Regions from separate parts of the Mus musculus genome. Here region 1 is linked to region 2. The links are chromatin contacts, called in public HiChIP or PLAC-seq maps. All regions are on one chromosome and are shown on one strand. Each heading gives the region's core, a stretch centred on a gene start, on an enhancer-like site or on the middle of the called end of the contact. The rest is flanking DNA. Distances are from core to core; before and after follow the strand shown.

What was found. HiChIP or PLAC-seq counts read pairs in DNA pulled down with a chosen protein or histone mark.
Region 1: a contact with region 2 is called in an HNF4G HiChIP or PLAC-seq map of pancreatic cancer cells. The contact joins the enhancer-like site here to the promoter of Rmi2 in region 2. A contact is called at or near these places in 1 of 39 promoter capture datasets (neural stem cells), 1 of 484 Hi-C or Micro-C datasets (stem cell-derived cardiac mesoderm) and 6 of 115 datasets of contacts at active chromatin or transcription factors (effector CD8 T cells, embryonic stem cells, epiblast stem cells and 3 more).

The regions. Positions count from the first base shown.
Region 1 is chr16:11,016,129-11,021,110 of GRCm38.p6, forward strand. No RefSeq gene overlaps it. Among named protein-coding and RNA genes, the nearest start is that of Gm4262, 9.7 kb to the left of the region's middle. Within about 2 kb of position 1,908, at least 40 of the 459 cell types and tissues checked have an H3K27ac peak or open chromatin away from gene starts, as enhancers often do. A contact at or near this core is called in pancreatic cancer cells and trophoblast stem cells, where this site is marked.
Region 2 is chr16:10,832,193-10,836,921 of GRCm38.p6, forward strand. Rmi2 (RecQ mediated genome instability 2) reads left to right here and starts at 2,867. Exons shown (of 2, transcript NM_001162932.1): 1 at 2,867-3,198. The coding sequence starts at 2,898. It also overlaps the pseudogene Gm17913.

The sequences.
Region 1 (4,982 bases), core at 658-3,157, 180 kb after region 2:
CCATCTATTTCTGAGGGTGGGATCTATTTCCCTTTCCATGGTCTTGTCCCCCACCCCCAACCATCAAGACCACGGGCCTAAAAGTTTCAAACATACACCCAAGCAAATTTTTTCTCCCTAAAATCCTTAACTTTATTTCCTACCCCTAACATATATATCTGCCCCAGCATCCTATCAAGTCCCAGTGCTTCCTGGAGACCTGCATCCAGGGCAACTCCGAAGCAGTTACCCACAGGTGCTCCAGTCTAGCCTCACAAAGAGTTCCAACTGGGCCTTTACATCCCTAGACCCAGATGGTCCTGCAGAACTTGGACAGCATCCAACTCTTACCAACCTTGGCCAGCATTCCAGATTTTGGGCCCCCAATAACAATGCCCCAACGTCAGCAGGAAGTAGTCATAGACGATTATGTCATTCTTATTCATTTATTATCGACAAAAGGCTGGGATGTTGTGAGTCAGACCAGGGACAAGGAACTGAGGTGCATATTTAACATACCAAAGTTCTCCCAGCATTCCTCAGTCCCTACCTGTTATGGGGCTTGGCTGGCACACCCTTACATCTACACAGAACCTTCCTCTCGTTGGGCTTCCTCTCACCCAGACACTCCCTCCTAAATAATCCAGACACTTTAGCACTTTAGTTTGCTTTTCCTGCCCTCACCTTTGCATCACTCTTCTTCTTCTTCTTCTTCTTCTTCTTCTTCTTCTTCTTCTTCTTCTTCTTCTTCTTCTTCTTCTTCTTCTTCTTCTTCTTCCTTTTCCTCTTCTTCTTCCTCTTCCTCCTCCTCCTCCTCCTCCACCTTCTTTTGTTTTTTGTTTGTTTGTTTGTTTGTTTTTTCGAGACAGGGCTTTTCTATGTAGCCCTGGCTGTCCTGGAACTCACTTTGTAGACCAGGCTGGCTTCAAACTCAAAAATCCGCCTGCCTCTGCCTCACAAGTGCTGGGATTAAAGGCGTGTGCCACTACCGCCCGGCTTGCATTACTCTTCTTCTCTTCTCTCCTCTTCTCTCCTTTCCTCTCTTTTCCTCCTCCTCCTCCTCCTCCTCCTCCTCCTCCCCCTCCCCCTCCCCCTCCTCTTCCTCCTCCTTCTTCCTCTTCTTCTTTTTCTTCTCTTCTTCTTCTTCTTCTTCTTCTTCTTCTTCTTCTTCTTCTTCTTCTTCTTCTTCCTCTCTCTCTCTCTCTCTCTCTCTCTCTCTCTCTCTCTCTCTCTCTGTCTCTCTCCATGATTTCTCTTCTCTTCCCTTCCCCTCTGTCTCCCTCAGTATGGGGATTTCACTGACTCCCTCCTATGTGGTCAGTGAACTTAACAGAGAGCTGCTTTTACATTTAATTTGGTCTAAATTGGCTCATTTAGTTAGTGGAGATAACTTATCAATATCTAGCTCAATCTGAAGGTCAGATAAACAATTTCTAGTACCACATTTGCCTCCATGTGACATATAATACACTTAAAAAGCCATTTGCTGCCCATCAGACATTTAGGCATAGCTGAGGAATCTAACCTTGCCAGGAAATACCTGTAAATCTGCAGCTAATTAAGAACAAAGTCCCACTCCCCCACGTTGTGGAGACAGCAACACACACACACACAGACACACACACACACACACACACACACGAGTCTCTCTGTGGGCTCATTCCTTCCCCTGATAGTTGTAGAGTCACCAGGTGGCCAGTCACAAAAGGTGGTTAATGCCTGGCATCAACAGGGAAGGATGAGGAGTCTGAGACAGAAGACACCACTTGTTCTGAAGCCAATCTTTCGTAGGTTCTGCCCAGCCCAGACTTCCACCCTGGGCTGCTTCTGAAAGTCAGGTCATGTGACGTTGCAGGATACATGTGACACAGGCATTCGGGGGCTTTTGTGGGGAATCCACTGGAGAGGGCAGGCTCCTCCCTGTCTCTGGACACAAGGGAAACGGGATGGTAATAAGCCCAGGTCTGGCCCCCAAGCTTCAGCAGGCCACACCCTAGTCGTCACACCCACATCTCTGTGATGCTAACCCTGAGAGGGACAGAAGGACATGTTTACAATTCCACTGGAAGCCAGGCTAGATCCAAACGTTCAGCTGATAGCTCTGAGCTGCCCTCCTAGTGGCTTCTCAAGCCTGCAGCCCTGGTCTCTGGAGGCACGCTGGGGTACTTTTAGCTACAAAAGCTGTTCTGCACTGAGCAGCATCAGAGCCTTCCTCCCAGGAGCTACTGTGGCAACCAGACAGGAGCCACCCAAAACACTGCTCCAGCCCCTTTGGCTGTCAGACTATTGAACAATGGTCCCCCCACCCCCAAACTGGAATTTCCCCAGGAATTTCTGGTGGGAGGAAGGGCCGATGCGGGTGCAGCCTGAGGAACTTGTCTCCCAGGAAGAGATTTTACGTGGTTCTGAACTTGTCAGACCACCTTCATGAGGTCCTGGGGCCAAGATGCTCAGAGATGCTCAGCCACGCAGGCATTTAAACCTAACCCTTGGGTCAGGATCCTGAAGGAACCTGGAGGTTGGGGAAGTCACCTCTTCCTGACATGGCCTCATCGCCTATAAACCTCCTGTCTCTGCTGTCCACTGTTCCGCGTCTGTTTGGCCTGTAGAGGATGGGAGGCCCAGCCTAGCATGTGAGGGCTGCCCAGCCCCAGGCTCTGACCCTGACTCCAGTGCCTCTAGCAGCCCAACAAGTTCTTAGCTGTTTGGGCTTTTACAGTGCTGGGGACAGAACGGAGGGCCTTCTCTAGGGCAGGCACTGGCTCTGCCAGGGAGCCACACCTGGTAAAAGAGCCCTCTGGCTGGACATTGGTTCCTGGGAGGTCTCCTGATGAGGGTGCTTCAGAAGCCCCTGGGGGCTGGCAGTCAGGGAAAGCTTCCTGGGGGAGGCTACTCTTTTTTATTTTTTTTGGTTTTTCGAGACAGGGTTTCTCTGTGTAGACCAGGCTGGCCTTGAACTCAGAAATCTGCCTGCCTCTGCCTCCCAAGTGCTGGGATGAAATGCCCAGTTGGGAGGCTACTCTTGACATCTCAACCTTAGTAAAGAGCAAAGGAGCAGCAAGGCTGTTGCCACTGGAGAAAACGGCAAAGCTTTCCTCTCTGGTCCAAGTACAAATGCTGATCCTGTGTACAGATAATGAGCACCACAGCAGCACCGCAGATGCCTGAAGAGTGCTCCTGCTCTGTGAGTGCTCCCGCACTGTGAGTTCTACCATGATTCTTCTGTACAGCATAAACACTGCCTCCTTATTTACCTGTATGTAGTAACCCCGCCCCTTCCACCCAACCCAGCTTCTCTTTGTGTCTGCCTGTGTTTGTCATTTCTTCACATTCTCACAGAGCCCAGTCAGGGCAAGTCCCTGCAGCAGTATGTGCATGTATCACCAAGGTCTGGAGGACCCTGTTGGTGGCTCAGAGCCACCTTGTAACTTCAGAGGACCTGGTGCCTCTACCCCCGTGAGCACCTGGCCTCAGATGCACAGATACATACATATATATGATCCAAGGTAATGAAAGCAAACCTTTCAAAGCCAGGTGTGATGGAACACGCCTGTCATCCTGGCACTCAGGAGGCAGAGGCAGGTAGACTTCCGATCCCCCTGCCTCCACCTCTTGAGTGTTGGGATTACAGGAGTGCACCATCAGGCCTGGCTCAGCTCTTGTCTTTCCCCACCTCTCTTCCCACGCTCACTGGGCCTTCATGGGCCCCTAGCCCTATAACCAAATGTTCCAGATCCTGAGATGCACTCTCAGGCTTACCAGGGAGCCAGGAGGAGAAGCTGAGAAGTCAATGGCTGTTCAGATGAAGTCTGTTTACTCTGGGGAGGAAGGTCAGTGAGCCCCTGATTTTTTTTTCCCACTAAGCCATCTAACTGGCCCCACATTCTCCAAACTTTAATTGTGAGTTCAAATTAAACAATATAAAATGAAATAAAGAGCTGGAGAGATGGCTTGGTGGTTAAGAGCACTGGTTGCTTTTGCAGAGGACCCAGGTTCAATTCCCAGCACCCACATGGTGGCTTACAACCATCTGTAACTCCTGTTCCAGGGAACCTGACGCCCTCTTCTAATCTCCACGGGCCAGGGATTCATAAATACATATGCCAAACACTCATATGCACAAAAATAAATAAAATTTCAGAACAAAACGAAACAAGACAGAGCCAGGCAAATACACAAGTGGGAAGCTGGCCAGCACTCCAGCAGGGTACAGAGAGCTAGACGTGGTCAGGTGTAGTCATAGCAGTGATTCAGGGACCTCGGTGCAGGCACCACAGGAGGTCCTGGGTGGACCATGCACCACTGCCCACTCACGTGACTATCACACATGTGCACCCCCAACTCCAGGCTATGGTGCCAAACCCTGCGTCCTGGGTGGAGACCCTGACTCCTCTGATTTCTAAGCTTCAGCCCAGGAAAATCAAATGTAGGCAGCCAGGCCCTCGGGCAGGTACAAGGCATGCCTCCTGTGAAGGTGGAAGTGGGTGTCTCTGCTGCTTTTCCACTCCCTCTCCCCTCCTGTTAGGTTTGAGTCAGGAGCCAACCAGACCCCATCCCCTGAAATACCACAGGTACTACTAGCCACCAGAGGGTCTACAGGAGTTACATCCTTTAAGTTTATGAGGGGGGCTGGTGAGATGGCTCTTAATAGGGGTGTTAGAAATAGATCTTTTTAAAAAAGTTTTTTTTAAAGATCTATTTTTATTTATATGAGTACACTGTAGCTGTCTTCAGACACACCGGAAGAGGGCATCAGATCTCATTACAGATGGTTGTGAGCCAACATGTGGTTGCTGGGAATTGAACTCATGGCCTCTGGAAGAGCAGTCAGTGTTCTTATCTACTGAGCCATCTCTCCAGCCCAAGATAGATCTTTTTAAAGTACTTCCATTAAATTGTTTTGAGTATTAGTTACAACCACTTATTATACAATACCCAGAAAATGATATTCTTTTAAAGATTTATTTATTTTATATATGTGAGTATACTACCGCTGTCGCTGT
Region 2 (4,729 bases), core at 1,617-4,116:
GTTATTGCATCCAGAAGTCAACAATCGATAATCTTGAATATGGTTTTCAGTGACTTCCCGTTCCAGATTTTCCTCTTCCAAGTTCTCCTCCCTGTACTTTGCTTTCATGAATGATAAAGGTGATGGAGAGGTGTGTGTATGTGTGTGTGTGGGGGGGTGCAGCTATTAATTAAAAATTTTCTTCCTTCAGCTTTTAAATTACTGAATAAAAATGAAGACATGGCCACTCCTAGGTGTAATTAAGAAGGTTTAATTGTAGATATGAGGGAAAGAACAGCCAGAGGCATCTGGAAGAGTCCAGACTAAACGTGGTCAGCAGAGTACACCCGGTCAAGGGAGGTGGGGGGAGTGAAAGAGAAAGTGAAAAGGCGGAGGTGGCTATAGACTAATAAACCAAGAGGGCTAGGAACCAAAATGGCAGGATTTTATAGCGATGTAAGCTGGGGGACGGGAAGCGCCCCCCCCCCCCCCCCCCCCCCCCCCCCCCCCCCGCATCTGGGCAGCAGAGGTTTAGGGGAGGGGAGGGGCAAGGAACACTGGGAGGAGCCACAGGTTTCTACTGGCTAGCATCTGCTTTGATAAGTTAATAGTACCTTGGTTTGCCTCTGGTCCTGGGTTTCTTTGGGACCTAGCATGTATTTGTTATTAAAATGATGAAGGTGGGGGATGGGTAGTCAGGCAGTGGTGGCACACACCTTCATCTGAGGACAGTCTGGTCTATTGAGTGAGCCAGGGCTATTAGAGAAAGCCTGTCCCAAGACACAAAAAACGAACCTAAACAAACAAAACAAAAAAACGAAGGAAGGGGCTGGCTCTTTGTTCCAGAGGACCCAGGTTCAATTCCCAGCACCCACAAGGCAGCTTACAACTGTCTTTAACTCCAGGATCTGGCACCCTTGCACAGACATACATGCAGGCAACAAAACTATACAAGGGAGAGAATTTTAATAGCATAAATTTCCTATTATGTAATTAGTTGTGCCTGTTGATAGGACTGTGATATTTTGATACCTATGAACTTTGTATAATGATCACACAAAGTAATTGGTAGGCCACCTCGTACATTTATCATTTCCTGATCAGCTGTAATCAATCACAAACATGGGTTTTTAGTTCAGTGTTCAGTATTGCTGATCTCAGAATACTACACTGTGTAAGAAGACTTAGTGATAGCCGGGCAGTGGTGGCGCACGCCTTTAATCCCAGCACTTGTGAGGCAGAGGCAGGCGGATTTCTGAGTTCAAGGCCAGCCTGGTCTACAGAGTGAGTTCCAGGACAGCCAGGGCTACACAGAGAAACCCTGTCTCGGAGAAGGAAAAAAAAAGAAGAAGAAGACTTAGTGATAAATTAGTCACTCAAAGGTGGCAAGTTTTGTTTGTTTGTTTGTGTTTTTAAAGATATTTTGCATTTATTTACTGTGTGTGTGTAGTGGGAAGAGTTAGGATTCAGACTTGGGACAAACAGCTGAGGTGCATTTTTTACAAACCAAAGTGGACTTCATCTCCAGGTTCTCCCATCCTTCCAGCATCCCTTAGTTCCTACCTTGCACCTTGTATACCCACCTGTCTCTCTCTCCCTCTCTGCATTCTCTCTCTCTCCCTCTCTGCATTCTCTCTCTCTCCCTCTCTGCATTCTCTCTCTCTCCCTCTCTGCATTCTCTCTCTCTCTCTCTCCCAGCACATGCACACTCTTTCTCTACCCCCTCCCCTCTGTCTTCCTCCCCATGTCGACTTCCCTGGCCTCCTTCCTTGGGACCAGAGAACCGACCCAAGAGCGGCTTCCCCATAAGCCTGCCTTTGCGTACTTCGATTTGGCTTGAATTGACTCATTTCACCAGCAGAGAATAACTTACCAGGATGCACGTGTGCCGCAGCGCACTTGTGGAAGTCAGAGAACAATTTATGGGAGTTAATTCTCACATGGGTTTTGGGAATGGAACTCTGATCTGATATCAGATTTGGTGGCAAGTGATTTTGCCTGGTGAGCATTCTTGCTAGGTAAACACTCTCCTATAGAGCAATATCCCGAACTGAAAGAGGAAATTGTTTAATTTACTTGTTATGGTGTTTCCAGGAAGGGCTCTTGTATACCAGGTTGGACTCCAATTCACTCTGTGGCTAAAGATGACCTTGAACTCATCTTCCAGCCCTGGTGAGTGCTAGAGTTAAATAGGTGTGAACCACCAAAATTTGTTTTGATACTTTTTTAATCGTTAAATTCAAATAAGTGTATTTATTTTCTTTTTAAAGATTTCCCCTGATAAAACTCTTATAATTTCAGGAATACTGTGTGTGTGTGTGTGTGTGTGTGTGTGTGTGTGTGTGTAGTCTGGGCACAAGACCAATTTCTAAAGATGCTTGATATCTTAACCAAAGTTACCAGCGCAGCGCATATTCAGCGTCATCTCTGAGGTATTAAAAGAGTACAACCAATCCATTCATAAATTTGTGTTTGGGGCCATGCTTAAACTATTCCTCTGGAACTCTCTCTCCTGTGTGTAGATGTGATTTCGTATCAAAAAGGTCCAAGGGATCTACTTGCATCTCGGCTTTTCGTGTGGTAATGTTTTGCTAAGGGTGCACATTTTATTTCGGCTCTTAAAATTAATCGATCATCTACAACTACTGTTGAGTGCGTCTTATTTTTTAGTAAACTGGAACGGAGACATATGGCTTAAATCGTTGCTCTTCCTTAGGAGAGGAAATTCCGTATCTCCCTGCATTTGTTAGCGTATCTATTTTCTATTTAATTCAGTTGAATCTTTCAGCTTCTGGCGGTTACGCGGCTGTCCCGCCCCCATCCATTGGCTGCCTCGGGCAGGCGCGCTCTTGATTGGCTGCCGCTCGCCAAACCCCCGCCGTCCGTCAGAGTTGGCGGGAAAGCGGTGGTGGCGCAGCATGGCGGCTGCGGCGTCCGAGTCGCTGTCCTCCGGTGGCCCCGGGGCCGTGCGGCTGCCGCGCTTGCCGCCACTCAAGGTACTGGCAGGACAGCTGCGGCGGCACGCAGAGGGTGGCCCGGGCGCGTGGCGGCTGTCGCGGGCGGCGGTGGGCCGCGCTCCGCTGGAGCTGGTGGCCGTGTGGATGCAGGGTACCGTGCTGGCGGCGGAAGGCGGCCAGGCCCGGCTGCGCGACTCGAGCGGAGCCTTCTCTGTGCGCGGCCTGGAGCGCGTACCACGCGGCCGGCCCTGCCTCCTCCCAGGTAACGTGGGCGGGACCGGCTCTGCAGGTCCTCCCCGGGGCGGGGCGGGGCGGGGCGGTCCCACCTCCAGGCTCTAGCCCTCCTTCCTGGCCCAGCCCCTGTCAAGTGACTCCCCACCCATCCTCTTGGATGACAGCAACACCTATCCCCGCTTTCTAAGATGTAGGTTCCAGCCGGGCCTGGAGGTACACATCTTCCATCCCAATACTAGGAGTCTGAGGCAGGAGGATGGCAAAGTTCAAAGCCTGACTGAGCTACGAAGTGAGTTTAAGGCCAACGTAAGGCAACTCAGTGAGAGCCTGTCTCAGAACAAAAAGTAAAGAGGGCCTGGGGTGGGAGCACTTCCTAACATTGATGAGTCCTTGGGTTTAACCCAGACAGCGAGAATAGTAAACAAGTACATCTACTAAAACGCCTGTAGGTTCCCGAGGCTATCCCACCTTCCCAGTTTTGAGCCTTGCAATTCTGTGTCACAGTTCTATCCCTGTAGATGTTTTTCTCATTTTTCCCCGTATGTTTTGAAAATAATTTCTCAGGAAATGTCTGCTTGTCTTTTTCTCTGTGTGTGTGTGTGTGTGTGTGTGTGTGTGTGTGTGTGTGTGTTTTTAAGGCAGTGTCTAGCCTAGACTGACCTAAAATTCATTGTGTAGCTTGGACACCCGGGCTTCCTGCTTCCATCTCCTGAGTGCTAGGATTCTAGGCATATGCTGCTCCATCTGGTTCATACGCTGCTGGGAATCAAACTGGGGGCTTTGTGCATGCTACGCAAGCAATCCCAGCCCTAAGTCTGTACTCATATTTTTGTTTGTTTGTTTGTTTGTTTGTTTTTTCGAGACAGGGTTTCTCTGTATAGCCCTGGCTGTCCTGGAACTCACTTTGTAGACCAGGCTGACCTCGAACTCAGAAATCCACCTACCTCTGTCTCCCTAGTACTGGGATTAAAGGCATGTGCCACCACGCCCAGCAGGTTTTCTGAGTCTTAAGAGTTGTTTCTAATACCCTCTAAGGAGATGCTGATATTGCAGGGTTTGAGGCTGCCCTTTGAGCTACTGCAGTTCTTGCACTGTGGTTCTGATAGCTTGACTCTAGCATCTGGTCCAATGCCTGGCACTTGTGTGTTCTGAGAAGCAGATGTTCTGAGACCGGCATCAGGTACCTGGAGCCTCATCTCATTAGGAAACACATATCATACACAGGGCCTCGTGAACTGCGTGGTTGCACCTGTGACCCAGATAGACAAGGCCTGCCTATACTTGACTCTGAAGCTTCAACACAGGCTCCAGGAGACTTCTAAAGGAAGCCTACAGATTCAGCAGGCCTGCCTTTCCATGGCTTCCTTCTCTGTAAAAATCAGCCCTGCCTCTCTAAAGAATGCTTCCTGCTCAGAAAGTCTTGAATTCTGTCTAGAGGCAGAGTCAGGGTCTCTGACCTAGGCTATTTTTTTTTTTTTTTCCAAGACAGAGTTTCTCTGTGTAACCCTGGATGTCCTGGGTTTACACTCTGTAAACCAGGCTGGCCTCGAACTCAGAAA